Linked DNA regions of Mus musculus: region 2 is linked to region 1. Evidence: chromatin contacts called from public Micro-C data. All regions are on one chromosome and are shown on one strand. The core of a region is the stretch at or near the end of the contact, and the rest is flanking DNA. Distances in the headings are between cores, read along the strand shown.

Region 1 (7,797 bases), core at 2,123-4,622:
TTCCCTGCTTTCAGATGTGGCCATGGAAGAAATAAGTTCCTGCAGCAGGACCAGCTTAACCTCCCATGTAGGATGCTGAGTGGAGGATCTCTAGCCTCTTTCTCCCTCCCTCCCTCCCCCCCCCTCTCCCTCCCTCTCCCACATCTCGAGAGTCCTTATCACCTGTCCCTCCCAAAGGCAGTAAGACTCAACAAGCTCGACTTAACTCCATCTTCAAACATCTTTTACAGACTATGCCTTGGTCAGAACCGTAGGAGACATGCCTAGAGGGAGAGGACTTGAGACTTGCTGTGTGTTACCTGTGTGTGTTTTGGCCAGCCTCAACTCCAACACTGTGTCCCTGTACAGAGCTAGGATTTGTTACAGAGGGTCCCCTGTATGGGCCCACTTCCACGTGGGTGGAGCTGTGAGAAGGGATGCACCACAGGTGGGCTTTGCCTGAAGAGCAGCCAGGTCAAGGGCTGGGTACCTGGGAGAGGGGCTGCTGCTCAAGGGAACTGATAAGATTGGCCCCAGCCTTGACCCAGGACATAGTTCACACCCCTGATGCCCCCTCACCCCTTCCTGCTACTCAGCCAGCTACTCAGCCAGCCCTCCCTTTTCAGTATCCTTGTTCCTGTCTCTTTCCACTCTGCCGCCTCAGCTGAGGCCCTCCTTGTCTCCTGGAAGCACCGCAGCATGCCTGCTGGGCCCTACATCTCTTACTTGCTACAGTTTGTAACTTAAGTCGTCCGTCACCCCCCCCCCACCCACCCCCCCCCCGTGGCAAAGGCTTGCTCCTCAGGGTGCTGCTATTGGAAGGTAGTGGCGCCTTTGAAGGTGAGACCCAGCTGCTGGAGGCCTTTGGGTCACTAAGTGTGCACACGGAGGAGACTGTGGTACTCTGACCACTTCCTTTTTCTCTCTTTCTCGCTTCTCAGTAATGAGGTTTTGCCCACATGCCCCTGATACACTGTCACCTGGTACCCCACTAGAAGCCTAAAGCAACAGGTCTGCCTGATCATGGACCAGCATCTCTAAAACTGAGCCAACCCTTTTTTTCTTTTTCGCTTTATTATCTCAGCTGTTTGTTTTTTATGACTTATTTCCTTACTTATTTTGTGTATCAGGCGGTAACCTTGTATGTGGAGGCCAGAGGACACTTGCTTGGGGTCTATTCTCTCTTTCTATTGTGTGGGTTCTGGGAATCAAACTTAGGTCCTTAGGCTTGCCAGCAGGCACCTTTATCTGATGAGTTAACCTGTTGGCCCAGGTATTTGTTACGGTAAAGGCCAACTGACTAATAACATCTTCTCTGGAATACAGGAGGGGATCACTGTACAGCTTTAGAAATCAAGAAACATGTACTTCCAACACTCAGAAGGATCTCTGTGGGTTCGAGACTAGGTTGGTCTACACAGAGAGTTCTAAGACAGCCAGGGTTACATAAGGAGACTCTGACTCAAAACAACCAACCAAACAATATGTTACTGGGGTGGGATGCAGCTTGGTGGTGGAACACTTCCTAGAAAATCTGAGGCCCTAGGTTCCATCTCCAGCATGACAAGACAGACAACCACAAAGCCCCTCTGGTAGCTCTCTGTAGACTCGACATTATTCCTCTCCTCTGCCCACACAGCCCTTACCTAGAGTCCACCCCCATCCTGGAAAGGCTCTCGTCCAAGGTGCCTGCCTATCTTTCTCATCTACAGGGTGGAGTGAGGGCTCCCTCATCCGAGCTACTTATGCATCCTGTCACGGGCATCTGCCCAGGCCACTGTGGCCACGCTCCACATCCCCATGCTTCCCTTGGACATGCTCTTCTTTTGACACAACACCTGGATTGGGCCATCCTCAAAATCTTGCCCATTCTCCACAAGGCCTGAATGTCACTTTCTCCTTCAAAGGGGTGTTCTCTTCCTCCCTCAACTTCAGGCTACCTCACGCTGGAAACTTTGCTTCTCATCTGAGGTTCTATCCCCATATTAGTTTCCCCAGACACTCTCTCAGAGGGCGTGCCTCTTAGCTCTCGGCGCCCCAGCACTTCTAGATTACACTCCTACAGGCCTCCTGTAAAAAAGGGTCATGTGGCCTGGTTCTTCATGGTGTATCTGGCAGAGAATTGGTATTTATTGCATAACAAATACAGAAGCAGCATTTCTTCAAAGATCGTGACAGACCTTTGTAGAAACCAATCGCTCCCAATTTAGTTATACCATCTGCCTCTCCTAGCCCCTCCCTGAGCTCTAGGACCAGTAGACACCCGCCTTACCTGGCCTGCCCCCCGTGGTTCATCCCAGTAGTTCCACCCGGCCCCACCCATCACCTCCGTCCGCTCCTCAGACCCCGCCCCTCGGGCACTACACCATCTCCATAGCACCACCCGACCGTCTTGCCACTCCCCTCCCGCTCCAGCCGATCCCACCCGATCCCCCTCACGACCCCTTCCTTCAAGCACCGTCCACCTATACCGCTCCAGTGGCAGCCGGGCCCCGCCCAGGCCCCACCCGACCCCGCCCACCACGTGCTCCGCCCCGCCCCTCGGCCCCGCCCTCCAACGGACTCCACCCTGCCCCACCCACCTGTTCTGCAGGCCCCGCCCCTCCCCTCGGGCCCGCTCACCTGTACGCCCAGGGCGACACGCTGCGCAGGTTGGTGGGTGGCCGGAAGCGGCGGTCGGCGGCCCTGCCCCCGGCCGGGCAGCTGGCATTGCGCGCCTGCTCGCGCGGCCCGAGCTGCAGCGTGTGGTGGAAGGCGCTGAGCACGCCGGCCGCCAGCCGCCCGTACAGCTGCTCCAGGAGCTCCTCCGGCCGGTCCGCGCAGTCCCGCGGCCGCGCCGGGCGCCTCCCGGTCCTCAGCGCGCCCGCCGCGCGGCCCGGCGCCAGTGCCAGCAGGAAGCCGACCGCGAGCATCCAGACCTGCGGGACAGGCCGAGCTCAGCGTCGCGGGACCCGCCCGGCGCTCCGCACACCGTGAGGCCCTCCCCGAGCATGGGCGCCGCGCGGGCCGGCCCCCGAGCGCCGTCCCCGCCCGCCCGCCGCCCGCGCGGTCCCCGGGGCCCGGCCCGCCGCCGGCCCGCGCGCCCCCGGCCCCCGCCGCCGCCGCCGCCCAGAGCCGGAGCCCGCGCGGGGGGCGGGTGCGGGGCGCGCGTGCACGTGTGCGTGTGCCTGCCGGGCTGCTGCGCGGCGGGCTGCGAGTGCCTGTGAGACGCCTCTCCGGGCCGTCCCGCCGTCCTCCCCCCGTCCCTCTGCCCCAGCCCGGCCTCGGCCATGCCTCGCCGGTACCCCCGAGGGCGCTCACCAGTGTCCCCAACATCGCGTCGCCGTGATGCTTTCCAGACTTGTTAGGAGGGGGGCTGAAGGCTCTTCTGCGAAGTAAATAAGGGCGCCGCACACGCGGGGCGTGTGGCCTGCGGGCTGGGTGTCGCCCCTACAGAAGTGGACTGGCGGTCCGCCTGGCTGGAGGAGGAGGAGGTGGTGACTGGCCTCGACGCCTCGGCACGGACCAGTGGGGCCTCGGGGATGCAGTCGAGAGGCCGACTTTGGCTCAGAGGAAACGGATTTCTCTAGACATTGAAGCGGTCCAGGAGCTGGACAGGCCACTTGGAAATGAATGAACTCCAACCTAGAAGGACTCTCCTTCTTGCGACCACTTCCTCTTCTGGGATTTCATAGTTCGAAGAATTATACAAGAGATTAAAAAACAGTTATGTTCTGTTAGGCTAGAAGGAGGCTGTTTTCCCTTAAATACTCATAAAATGACTCCATGCCTCTTATTCAGCTAAGGGCCGAGTAATAAATACCCTCCCCCACCTGACACATGCTGTAAATGGGCATCTCTTGGTCTAGTTTTACAGTGTTGGAGAACTCAATCATGGTAATTAATTGTGTGAGCAGACATGTAAAATGAGCCTAAAGTTCTGTGAATAAATTAAGGGGAATCAGCTCAAATGAAGGACTCTATTGAATCTGAAGAGAGCTTGCTCACTTACTTGTTCATTATTTAAATGCCTTGCTTACCAGGCATCCAGCTAGTGAATATGATTACTTTTGAGCATTTACGCTTTGAGAATAAAGAGAAATGGCTGAGACTAGCTGAACGCTTTTTGAAAGTGTGCAAAATATTTTTTTGACTCCCTAAAACGGCTTGCAGCTTTGGGTTTTAACCAAGTTGTAAACCAGTGGTTAACTGCGTTTCAGTTCTGCTATGCAGAAAAACACTTGCCTTCAATGTTTTAAAACTGAAATACTTTGTAGCGGCTCTACCTTTAAAAGTCCCTTCAAACCTTACAGCTTAAAACATTTTACAATTCCTAGTAAACACATTTGGGTTTATGAAACACTTTGACTCGCACATAAATTGTTAACGTTGTCTCCTTCCTAGTAAAAAAACGGGAATAAAGACATCAGCACTCAAGTACTACTAATTTTCCATTTGAAAGGTACAGCGTAGGAGTATTTTCGAGGCGAGCTTGTCATTACCAGAGTTCCACGGAACTACTCACTGTGCTAATCAACAAAGTACCTTCCAGTGTCTGACCAGTTTGTGGAAGCCTCCAGTTACTGAAAACTTAAACTGAGTAGAGCATAAGATTCATTTGTGATTAAACAGGGGAGCAAAGGCTATAAATAGGTGCAGATTAAATAAAAAGTTCCCAGATCTGAGCATTTTATGAAGATACAAACATGTTAATAATTATTCCAGACTTGAGGCTGGGGAGATGTCTCGGTGGGTAAATGGGTTGTTGTGTTCTAGGGGTGGCCCAGGTTCTATGCCTGGGTCCCAAATAAAGGTGGGAGGAGAGAACCCACTCCACAAAGCTGTCCTCTGACCTGCACATCCATCCATCTTGACCTGCATGTGCATTGTAGTGTGTGTGCTATCACACACGTGACTTTTTACACAATTCTAAAGATATTTTAAAGATTAATCCAGTTACGAGCACTGGCTGTCTTGCAGAGGACCTGTGTTTGGTTGCTAGTACCAAAATGGTGGCTCACAGCCATCTGACACTAGTTCCAAGTGGCTTCACTTGGCTGTTCCAAGTCTAGCAAAGCTGCAAAAGCAATCTTTCAGGTGCCCATGAGGCTAGAAGAGAGCATCATATCTCTTGGAATTGGTATCACAGGTGGGTTGTAAGTGGCCTATTAGAGTGCTGAGAATTGAACCCTGGTCCTCAGTGAGAATGATGGCCAATGTTAACCGCTGGGCATCTCCAAAGCTTCCAAAGCCAGTGTGGGATTGGCTCGTTCCATCCTGACCTTGGATTTCTGAGTAAGGTGCACGTGCAGACATTTTCTCTCCTCAGAGGCTCCTCACATAGCAATCCGCACAGCTGCCATGCACCCAGCTCCTCCCATTCATGGAGATTTTTAGCACTTGGACCTTTCATTATGTGTTCTGCTTATTTTTGTTTTGTTTTGTTTTTTCGAGACAGGGTTTGGGTTCTGCTTCTTAATCCTGCACCATCAACCCGTACTGGTTCTGAGTGCCCACTTGCAGTTTCGTCCTCCACCAACCCAGTCTGATCTTTGACATTAAATTGTGTGGCCATATCCAAGGTCTCCTCATCAGAAACAGCTGACCGCATCCTTGGATCTGATTCCAGTGATCACCCATGTCCTGTCCTGCACCTCTATCTTCAGATCATGCCGTTTTCCACTCACATCGAAACTTTCCCTCCTCATATCTTCTCGAGTCCAGTTTCATTGCTCATCTTTATTATCATATTCTTACAGTCCTTTGGTGCTCCATTATTCTGCAGTACTTGTCTGCACTAAGCTCTTTAAAAAAAAAAAATCACACATGGTTTGGGGAGATGGCTCAGCCACTAAAGTGCTTACTATACAAACATGAGGACCAGGGTTCAGTCTCTCGGAATCAATGCAGAAAAGCTGGGACTAGCATCTGGCTCAGATTAGCAATTTTTTTTCTGGTTTGGAGAAATGTCCTCCAAGGTCTATGTATACAAGGTAGTCCCTGGGGCTCTGTCCTTGAAGGGGTAAACCCTGAGATTAATGGGGCTGTTCCACCATGATGCACTTCCAGTATTGTGATAGTGTTCTATATTCATATATCTGTCATAGTATTCTAGGCTCCTATGTTCTGTCATAGTGTTCTATATTCATATGTCTGTCATAGTGTTCTAGGTTCCTATTTTCTGCCTTAGTGCTCTATGCTCACATGTTCTGTCATAGTGTTCTATGTTCATATGTCTGTCATAGTGTTCTGTGTTCACATGTTCTGTCAAAGAGTTCTATGTTCACATGTTCTGTCATAGTGTTCTGTGTTTGTATGTCTGTCATAGTGTTCTGTGTTCTGTCATAGTGTTCTATAGTCATATGTCCGTCATAGTATTCTGTGTTCACATGTTCTATCATAGTGTTTTGTGTTCATATGTTCTGTCATAGTGTTCTATGTTCACATGTTCTGTCATAGTGTTCTATGTTCATATGTTCTGACATAATGTTCTGTCATAGTGTTCTATATTCATATGTCCATCATAATGCTGTGTTCATATGTTCTATCATAGTGATCTGTGTTCACATGCTCTGTCATAGTGTTCTATGTTCATTTGTTCTGCCTTAGTGCTCTATGTTCACATCTTCTGTCATAATGTTCTATGTTTGTATGTCTGTCATAATGTTCTGTGTCCGTATATCTGTCATAGTGTTCTAGGTTCATATGTTCTGTCATAGTGTTCTAGGTTCATTTGTTCTGCCATAGTATTATGTTCTGTCATAGTGTCCTGCCATAGTGTTCTGTGTTCATATGTTCTCTGTCATAATGTTCTGTGTTCTGTCATAGTGTTCTATGTTCATATATGTCTGTCATAGTGTTCTATGTTCATATATTCGGCCTTAGTGCTCTATATTCACATGTTCTGTCATAGTGTTCTATGTTCATATGTCTGTCATAGTGTTCTGTGTTCACATGTTCTGTCATAGTGTTCTATTGTCACATGTTTTGTCATAATGTTCTAGGTTCATTTGTTCTGCCATAGTGTTCTGTTATGTTCTGTCATAGTGTCCTGTCATAGTGTTCTGTGTTCATTTGTTATCTGTCATTATGTTCTGTGTTTTGTCATAGTGTTCTATATTCATATGTCTGTCATAGTGTTCTGTCATAGTGTTCTATATTCATATGTCTGTCATAGTGTTCTAGGTTCCTATTTTATGCCTTAGTGCTCTATGCTCACATGTTCTGTCATAGTGTTCTGTGTTCATATATTCTGTCATAGTGTTCTATTGTGTGAAGAGATACAATGACCACAGCATTTAATTGGGGCTGGTTTACCGTTCAGAAGTTTAGTCCATTATCATCATGGCAGGAAGTATGGTGGCACACAGGCAGACATGGTGCTGGAGAAGGAGCTGGGAGTTCTACGTCCAGAACCACAGAAAAACAAAAAGGGAAAGACTCTGGGCTTGGAATGGGCTTTTTGAAACCTCAAAGTCCACCCCCAGTGACATACTTCCTCCAGCAAAGACAGACCTCCTAATCCTTTCAAACTGCCATTCTCTGGTGATTCAAATGTATGAGCCTATGGGACCATTCCCATTCAAACCACCACAAGTACCAGTACAGGCTCAAAGCAATAGGACTGTTTTAGGGTTTTACTGTTGTGAACAGACACCATGACCAAGGTAACTCTTATAAGGACATTTAAGTGGGGCTGGTTCAGAAGTTCAGTCCATTATCAAGGCGGGGGAGCATGGCAGCATCCAGGCAGGCATGGTGCAGGCAGAGCTGAGAGTTCTGCATCTTCATCTGAAGGCTGCTAATGGAAGACTGGCTTCCAGGAGCTAGGATGAGGGC
Region 2 (7,797 bases), core at 3,935-6,434, 640 kb after region 1:
AACAAGTTATTCATTTTGATGTGCATTGGTGTTTTGCTGAATTATATAGTATTTCTTACATTTTTTTTTTTGTCTGTGTGAGGATGCCAGATCCTCTAGAAACAAGTTATAGACAGTTGTGAGCTACCATGTGAGTGCTGGAAATTGAACCCAGGTCCTCTGGAAAAATGGTCAGTGCTCTTAATCGCTGAGCCACCTCTCCAGTTGCTAAACTGATATGCTTTTAAACAAAATAAAAGGTGTGCTATAATTCACCCTTTAAGATGATCAACTGTCTTTTTTACGATGAATTTAGCACAGGCACCAATGAGGATGCACTTGCTATTTCTATGTTCAAAAAAAAAAAAGTCAATTATTTTAAAACTAAAATATCCATCCAGGTACAACAAAATTGTCTAGATTATATACAAAAAAAATATACTGTAATGTTGCTCTGTACCTCATTCTTCAAACTTATGCATTTATCCAGCAACAATTTTTTTCTCACTGGCAACTTTATGAGTTACATGTACTTAGATCTGCACAGCTTTTGGATTTGAGTATCCTTGTTGTATACAGTTGCATGGAGTCCAGGCAATCTATTTCCTAATGAGAGATGGTCAAGAAAGACGGTCTGTCTCTGTCTGTCTGTCTGTCTGTCTGTCTCTCTCAGGGTATCAAGATACACTGAGGTGGATTACACATAGAATTCCAGCAGGACAAGAAATTAGTTTGAGCTTTCCTTACAATACCTAAAGACATAAAGATTCTTAAGATTTCTTATAAGAGCCATTTAACATAATAAACTATGTGTTGATGTTATCAGTGAACTGGGGACAGATATCAAAGCATAAAGAAACTATACCACATCTTTTGACAACAAAGAATTATATATTCTTTCTTACATTTTTTCCTATCACAGTAATACCAGTGCATGTTATATGAGCCAAAGATTCATTTTGTCACAATAGCACTGTTTGTATACTTCTGTACCTCAAACAAGCAAAACAGAATAAAAGCCTACAAAATAAATCCAATTATACAGATTTACGGTCTGACAAGATCATATCCATGAGAGCTGGAAATGTTCTATGTCAGCTTCTGTGGAGGACCAAAGTGGCTGACAAAGGACTGATGGAGTCAGGCCATGTCCAGGGGCACCTACCTATAATCCTAGCACCAAGACTGAAGCAAGAGAACTGCTGTAAAGTCTAGGCCAGCCTGAGCAACATTTACACACAAACACACACACACTCACACCCTTCAAGACTGTCTCAAAAAACAATCAAACAAAAAAACACCACTATGAAAGAGGAAGGCTGGAGGGAGGCCCAGCTATTAAAGGCCAGGCTTACAATCAAAGATCTAAGAAGGGAGGAGGGAAGATAAGTTAATCATTCATGGAAAAATAACAACAGCCACATGAAAGGTCCTGAAACTTAGTATCAGAATGACTTAGTTCCTAAAAGGACTTCACACTCATTCGAGGTTTATAGTCGAGCTAGGCACTGAGGTGGACACCTGCAAGCCCAGGACTTGGAAGGCTGAGGCAGGTGTATCTCTCTGAGTTTGGGCCACCTTGGTCCACAAAGTGAGTTCCAGAACTATATCGTAAAACCTCATCTCCAATAATAATAAAGTTCCTTCAGACATATACTGAAAAAAATTATACTGATACAAACAGCCTATACTGGTGTTGAAATAAGGTGGTAAAAAATCTAAATGAAGCAGATCATAGTGGCACATGCCTGTAATCCACCAACTAGAAAAAGAGGCAAAAAGAATACCCCCAAAGAAGGCTGGAGAGGTGGCTCACAACCACCGGTAATGAGATCTGATGCCCTCTTCTGGTGTATCTGAAGACAGCTACAGTGTACTTAGATATAATAATAAATAAATTTAAAAAAAAAAGAAGACCCCCCCCAAAGACATCATGTGCTACACAGTGAACTCAAGGCCAGTCTGGACCATAATCCTAGTCTAAATTAAATAAATAAGTAAATAAATAAATACCAACTGTTAACTATTCACCCACCCCTCAGAGAGTTCCTCTATGTCACCCAGGCTATGCTGGAACTCACTCTACAGACCAGGCTGGCCTCAAACTCACAGATTCTTCTGCCTCCTGAGTGCTGGGATTAAAGGTGGGCACCACCACCATCTAGCATTTTCTATTTTTTTTTTTAAAAGAACTGAACAGGATTCAAGCACTTTTTATGTTTCCACTTCCAAGCAAGAAAAGGTTATTCTGACTCAGTTTAAGTTTGAGATCTCCGACATGAGAATCCAGTCCAGTCCAGCTGCTGATGGTGGGCTCTGTCGCCACACTGCTTTGTGTTCAGAACCTGCTTCACTGGGTCCTTCCCAGGATCCTTCTACGCCTACTCCCTCCTCTGCAAATTCAGAGTAAAGACAGTGTTCAGAAGGGGAAAATATTATTAGCTATACTACCAAGTTCTCCTGTGGATTAAATTACTTAATACAAGTTTAAAACGTTTAACAATGGGTTGGAGAGATGGCTCAGCAGTTATAAAGTACAGTTTCCAGTACCCACATAGTGGCTCACAACAGCCAATACCTTTTTCTGACATCCTTGGCCACAAAGTACATGTATGTCACACATACATTCAAACAGGTAAAACAATCATACACATTAAAAATAAATCCAAGCCGGGCGTGGTGGCGCACGCCTTTAATCCCAGCACTCCAGAGGCAGAGGCAGGCAGATTTCTGAGTTTGAGGCCAGCCTGGTCTACAGAGTGAGTTCCAAGACAGCCAGGGCTACACAGAGAAACCCTGTCCCAAAAAACCAAAATAAATAAATCCAAAGTAACCATAAGCATCTATACTTATAACACACCTTTAAAAGTATACAAGTAACAACAGGAGCTGTACTGGGCTCAAGAGTAATATTTGGGGCTAGAACTGTAGCATAGTTGGTGAGGTGCTTGCTAGCGTGCAGGAAGCTGGGTTTGATTCCCAGCACCACATAAATATAACAAGAGGACACAAGTCATAGCACTTGGGAAGTTGAGACTGAGGGATCACAAGTTCAAAGTCATTCTAGGCTACGCAACAAAAGTTCAAGGTCAACCTGGGATACATTAGATGCCATCTCAAAATAAGTGATAGGGCCTGCAAGATGGCTGAATGGATAGAGGGGCCTGCTACATGAGCCTAACAACCTGGCTTGGATTCACTGAACCAATTAGACAGTGAAGGGTAGAACCAACTCCAAAAGTTGTCCTGACCTACACACTGGTGCTCTGGCATGTGCACCAACACAAACACACCATGCACTCACACACTATAAAAATTTTTAGAAATCCATAAAAAGCGTGACATAATAGAGAACTGGTCAACACCAGAGATGAAAGACTAAGTAGAGGACTGCACAGGTCTAAGCAGCATCTACTTGGTAAGATGAAAACAACAGATGCAAAGAACATGAAAGATCTAGAAACACGTCCACCTTCATGGTCAAATTCTGTCACTCAGACCAGGCATAAAAAGTTAAGCAGCTCTCCATAGTTGTCCATTACCAGAGGTCCATTAACCATGATGACAAGAAAAATGTCAAAAATGGTTGCATGCACTTCAAACCAAATAACATTAATTCCCACTCTGTAACTCTAGAGGGCACCAGAAATATGCCCTCCTTCCCAACACCCCTCCTCCCCACCGGTAACGTGAGCAGCTGCAGAAGCCCGTCGTCTGGTTGCTGAGGTTGGTATTGCAGCAGCAGAAGCGATGTCTGCAGCGGTGCAAACAGCAGCGCCCACTCCCAGCTGCCTCACCAGGCATCACTGGAGTTTCTCCCCGACAGCAGCTGCCACCCAAGAGAAGGCTCCTCCCCTTAAGAACAACCAGGAGGGCCAAATCCTATAGCTGAACCCCTATAATCCAACCACGTCCTCTGTTAATAAGCAAATTAGAAGAAAAGGACTCACAATGGTGTTTTCCTCACTTTCTGCCAAAGATGCACCAGATAGGGTTGAACGAAATTTCTGGTCCTGGGATAAAAGAGAAAAAAAAAAAGGGGGGGGGGAGAGAAATGGATGAACACCCAATCTGGTAGGAGCACCAAGCCGATTTCACCAGGAGGAGGCAGAGAAGGGACTAAGGGGTCAAGGAGGTTTGGCCCTTCTATTATTACCCCAAAGCCCACGCAAAACAGCCTACTACTTACTACCCAAGTGGAGTGAAATATTTTATTTGGAGCCAAAGCCCATGTGTAAGCCTCAATCTGCAGGGAAAGGGACCTGAGGGCACCAAGCCTGCTATGGGGTAGGGAGGGGGAAGGGCAAACATTGCCCCGACGCCAGCAAGGGACTTGCACTCCCTCGCAAGTATTACCACCACGGTTATTCCAGTCAAACTCAGCACCAATTTACAGGTAAAAACCAGTTTATGTCAACGATGGGCTGATATTGCCCATATTTGCCCCAAGCAGTTGCCCTGGGCCCGAGGTTTGCCCCCCCTGCAGTCCGAGACCGGCAGCGCTGCCTCCCCGTCCGCCATTAGAGACCCAGCCAAACAATACGTGAGGAGCAAGAGCCGCGCAGCACAGCGCCGGGGAGGAGACCAGCGACGAAGAGGACGCCGCAAGACTCAAAAGGCACCCCTTGCCATCGAAAACTTGGGGTCTCGGTTGGACAGACAGGGTGGGAGTGCAGCCCCCAGGCGGGAGGGCCAAAGGGCCCCTCCCCGGCCCGCCCGGCCGCCCGCAGCACAGAAAGGAAAACACCCCACGACCTCCGGCCGCTGCCGCCCGCACCTCGAGGCCCCCGCGCCCCCCGCCCCCGGCGACCGCCTCACCCAGCCAGCCCTGCCGCGCCCGCGCTCCCTCACCCCTCGGGCCGCACGCGAAGCCGCCCTGGACATCAGCGCGGCCCCCAGCGCACCCTCAGGCCCCGACGCAGCAGCCGCGACACCGGCCGCCGCGGGCTGTTAAGCCCGGCTCGGTGGGAGGCTCCCGACGCTGCCCTCACCCATCTCCGCCTCCCCAGTCGCCCCCGCCTCCGCCTCCTCCTCCCGAGGCTGCGCTGCTCCCAGCCACCCCCACTCTCCGCGGCCCTCGACAGGAAAGACGGCGGGGAGAAGCCTCACCGGGTTCTGGCTGCAGCTCCGCGGAACGAACCTCCCCTCCCCCGGCCCACCCCCCTTCGGCGACACGCACAACTCCGCTCGGTCCAGTCCCGGCTTTAGCGCTGGTGAGGAGGAGGCAGAGGAGGCGGTGGCACGGCGGGGCCCGGAGAGGCCCCGCCCTCCGCACGCTCATTGGCTGATGGCGTGGGCGGCACGGAATGCCTCGGGCAGGCTCCATTGGCCCAGTCGGCCTTCTTTCAGGACCCTCCTCGGTGAGGTAGTCACGGCGGCTGTCCGTCAGACCTGGGCCACGCCCTCGGGCCTACCGGCCCCCCCCCCCCCGCGGGCTGGGCCGGCCCTCCCTCCCTCCCTCTTTCCCTCCCTCCCTCCCTCCGTGCCCCCGCCCCGCCCCCACTCGCGGGGTCCGCCCGGGTCAGGAGCCCGAGTGGCGCTGCCCGCAGTTCGGCTCGCGCTTCGGCCCTGGGGGCGGGCGGTCTTCGTCGAGGCTTCCCGTGGGCCCGGGATCGGGACACTGGGTCTCGGCCTCCAGACGGTCGCCGCGGCCCTTTGCGACTCTGCTCGAGGAGAAACGCGGCCTCGATGTCCCGGTGTCCTCCCTGTCCAGGCCCCCAAGACCCGGGCGACTGGCGAGCCCGGCAGTGCCTGCGGCGGACCGAGGGGGCGAGCCCGGCTGCGGCCGCAAGGGGACTGGTGCGCTGGCGGCCGTGCAGGCGCTTCCACCTTGCCTGGCCCGTGGGAAGGGTGTCCCACCTCCGCCATGGCTGCGGCGGGAGGAGACGTCGGCCTCCATTTTGTGGGATCTGTTGGGAGAACTTGGGGCCCATCAGAACCGAACCCGTGGGGACGAGAAACTTGGCCCGGAACGAGTCCGATCGCGCTCTACCATAGGCCTTGTCCTCGGCCGCCAAGAGTTTGCGCGCCGAGATTGCGGCGGGGCCACACGACAGTGGTGACCCCAGACTGCCGCCGGGCAAGATGGAGCCCCGGGCTCCCTTAGCGGGCTCGCGCCCCTGGGACCTGGGCTGTCTGGCCTCGGCCGTCGGTGCCTGGCCGAGCACGCGCTCTCCGGCCTGCCCAGCGCCTGTCCTCCACGTTGGCGGGGCCTCGGGCCATCGCGTGCCCTTCGCTTCAGTCCTGGCTCCGTGGGCAGTGACCCTCTCATAGGAGTCCCACCGGGCGCATTCGGAGCGGAGCCGCTGGAGGGCGGCACGAGGGTCTTTTGTTCCTCGTCTACACCCACGTCTTTGGCAGAAGACTTGGTGCTGGATTTCCAGGACTCCCTGTAACCTAAGAAATGCACCTCGCCCTGGTGGTTGTTAGCGGGATTACAACTGATGTTGGTTACTTCCTCAACCAAATGGATGGATTCAATTAGATCTCTGAATTTCCGAATTGACAATACCGCCTATTAATGAGTCATATGGCGTTACATTGTAAAGCTCTCCAAGATGATAATGAACATGAAATTTTTAATGAAGTGAATTATTGATTAAGGTCTCAGGCTAATATGTAGACTGCAGTGGATACCATTTACAAAGGACAACCTGGTAGAAACAATCATTTTCAATTTTAAAAAAAAGTGCTTTCACCCTCATTTAAATTCCATACATACATTGCTCTTCTTTACCATTTGAAGACAAAAAAACTACAATAGGGCTGGTGAGATGGCTCAGTGGGTAAGAGCACCTGACTGCTCTTCCGAAGGTCCGGAGTTCAAATCCCAGCAACCACATGGTGGCTCACAACCATCTGTAACAAGATCTGATGCCCTCTTCTGGAGTGTCTGAAGACAGCTACAGTGTACTTACATATAATAAATAAATAAATCTTTAAAAAAAAAAAACTACAATACATATGAATCAGCTTTTCAAAAAGTATTTTTCAGAAAACTTTTGTAAAAAAATTATTTTTTTCAATACACTAAAACATTCTTAAATTTCATATTTCACAATACCATTTGACTTTGACATGTTTGATGTCACTATCACAACAGGAACATCTTAATAAAATTCGCTGACAACACGGAAGTATTATATGAGAATATGACATCTAGGGCCATAGTCTCTTTTAACTTTTTTTTCCATACACTATATTCTCATCACGTTTTCCCCTCCCCCAGTTTCTCGAACCCTCCTCCTCCTCACCTTCCTACCCCGGCTTCTTGTTCCTTCAAAAGATGAAAAAAGTCAAATAGGAAATTCGTAAGACCAAGGGGAAAAAAGAAGCCAAAATGTGCCAGGCATTGGTGGCACACCCCTTTGATCTCAACACTTGGGAGCAGATACAGACAGATCTCTAAGTTCAAGGCCAGCCTGTTCTACAGAACGAGTGAGTTCCCGGACACAGAGAAACCTTATCTTGAAAAATCAAATAATACCAAAACGGAAAAAAAAAAAAAAGTCCACAAAGCAAAGCATGGAGTTGGTTTGTGTTGGCCAATACTCCTGGGCACCTGGCCTACCCTAAAGTGTGGTTGATAAACTCTATGACACGCCATTGGAAAAAACTTGAGTTTCTGTTTGCCAACAGATACTAGTTGCAGGTAGCTTCTTGATTAGGAGTGGAACCCCAAGTCCACTTCCCCCTTACAGTGCTGAGATTTGAACCCCAGCAGGTCCTATGAGTTCTGTGTCGGCCTCTCTAAAAGGTCAGTCCTGGTGTTCCTGTGGAGTCATTCCCACCTCTGGCTCTTAAAGTCTGTCCTCCTAC

Evidence for each region. Hi-C and Micro-C count contacts between places; a contact is called where the count stands out from the background.
Region 2: a Micro-C map of embryonic stem cells shows a contact between it and region 1, with 4 times the contacts expected there. The contact joins the promoter of Zmym2 here to the promoter of Il17d in region 1. A contact is called at or near these places in 3 of 484 Hi-C or Micro-C datasets (all in embryonic stem cells) and 1 of 115 datasets of contacts at active chromatin or transcription factors (extraembryonic endoderm stem cells).

What each region holds. Positions count from the first base shown.
Region 1 is chr14:57,520,404-57,528,200 of GRCm38.p6, reverse strand. It overlaps Il17d (interleukin 17D), which reads right to left and starts at 3,372. Exons shown (of 3, transcript NM_145837.3): 1 at 3,280-3,372; 2 at 2,602-2,897. The coding sequence starts at 3,294.
Region 2 is chr14:56,883,990-56,891,786 of GRCm38.p6, reverse strand. Zmym2 (zinc finger, MYM-type 2) reads right to left here and starts at 5,184. Exons shown (of 25, transcript NM_029498.4): 1 at 5,089-5,184; 2 at 3,930-3,992.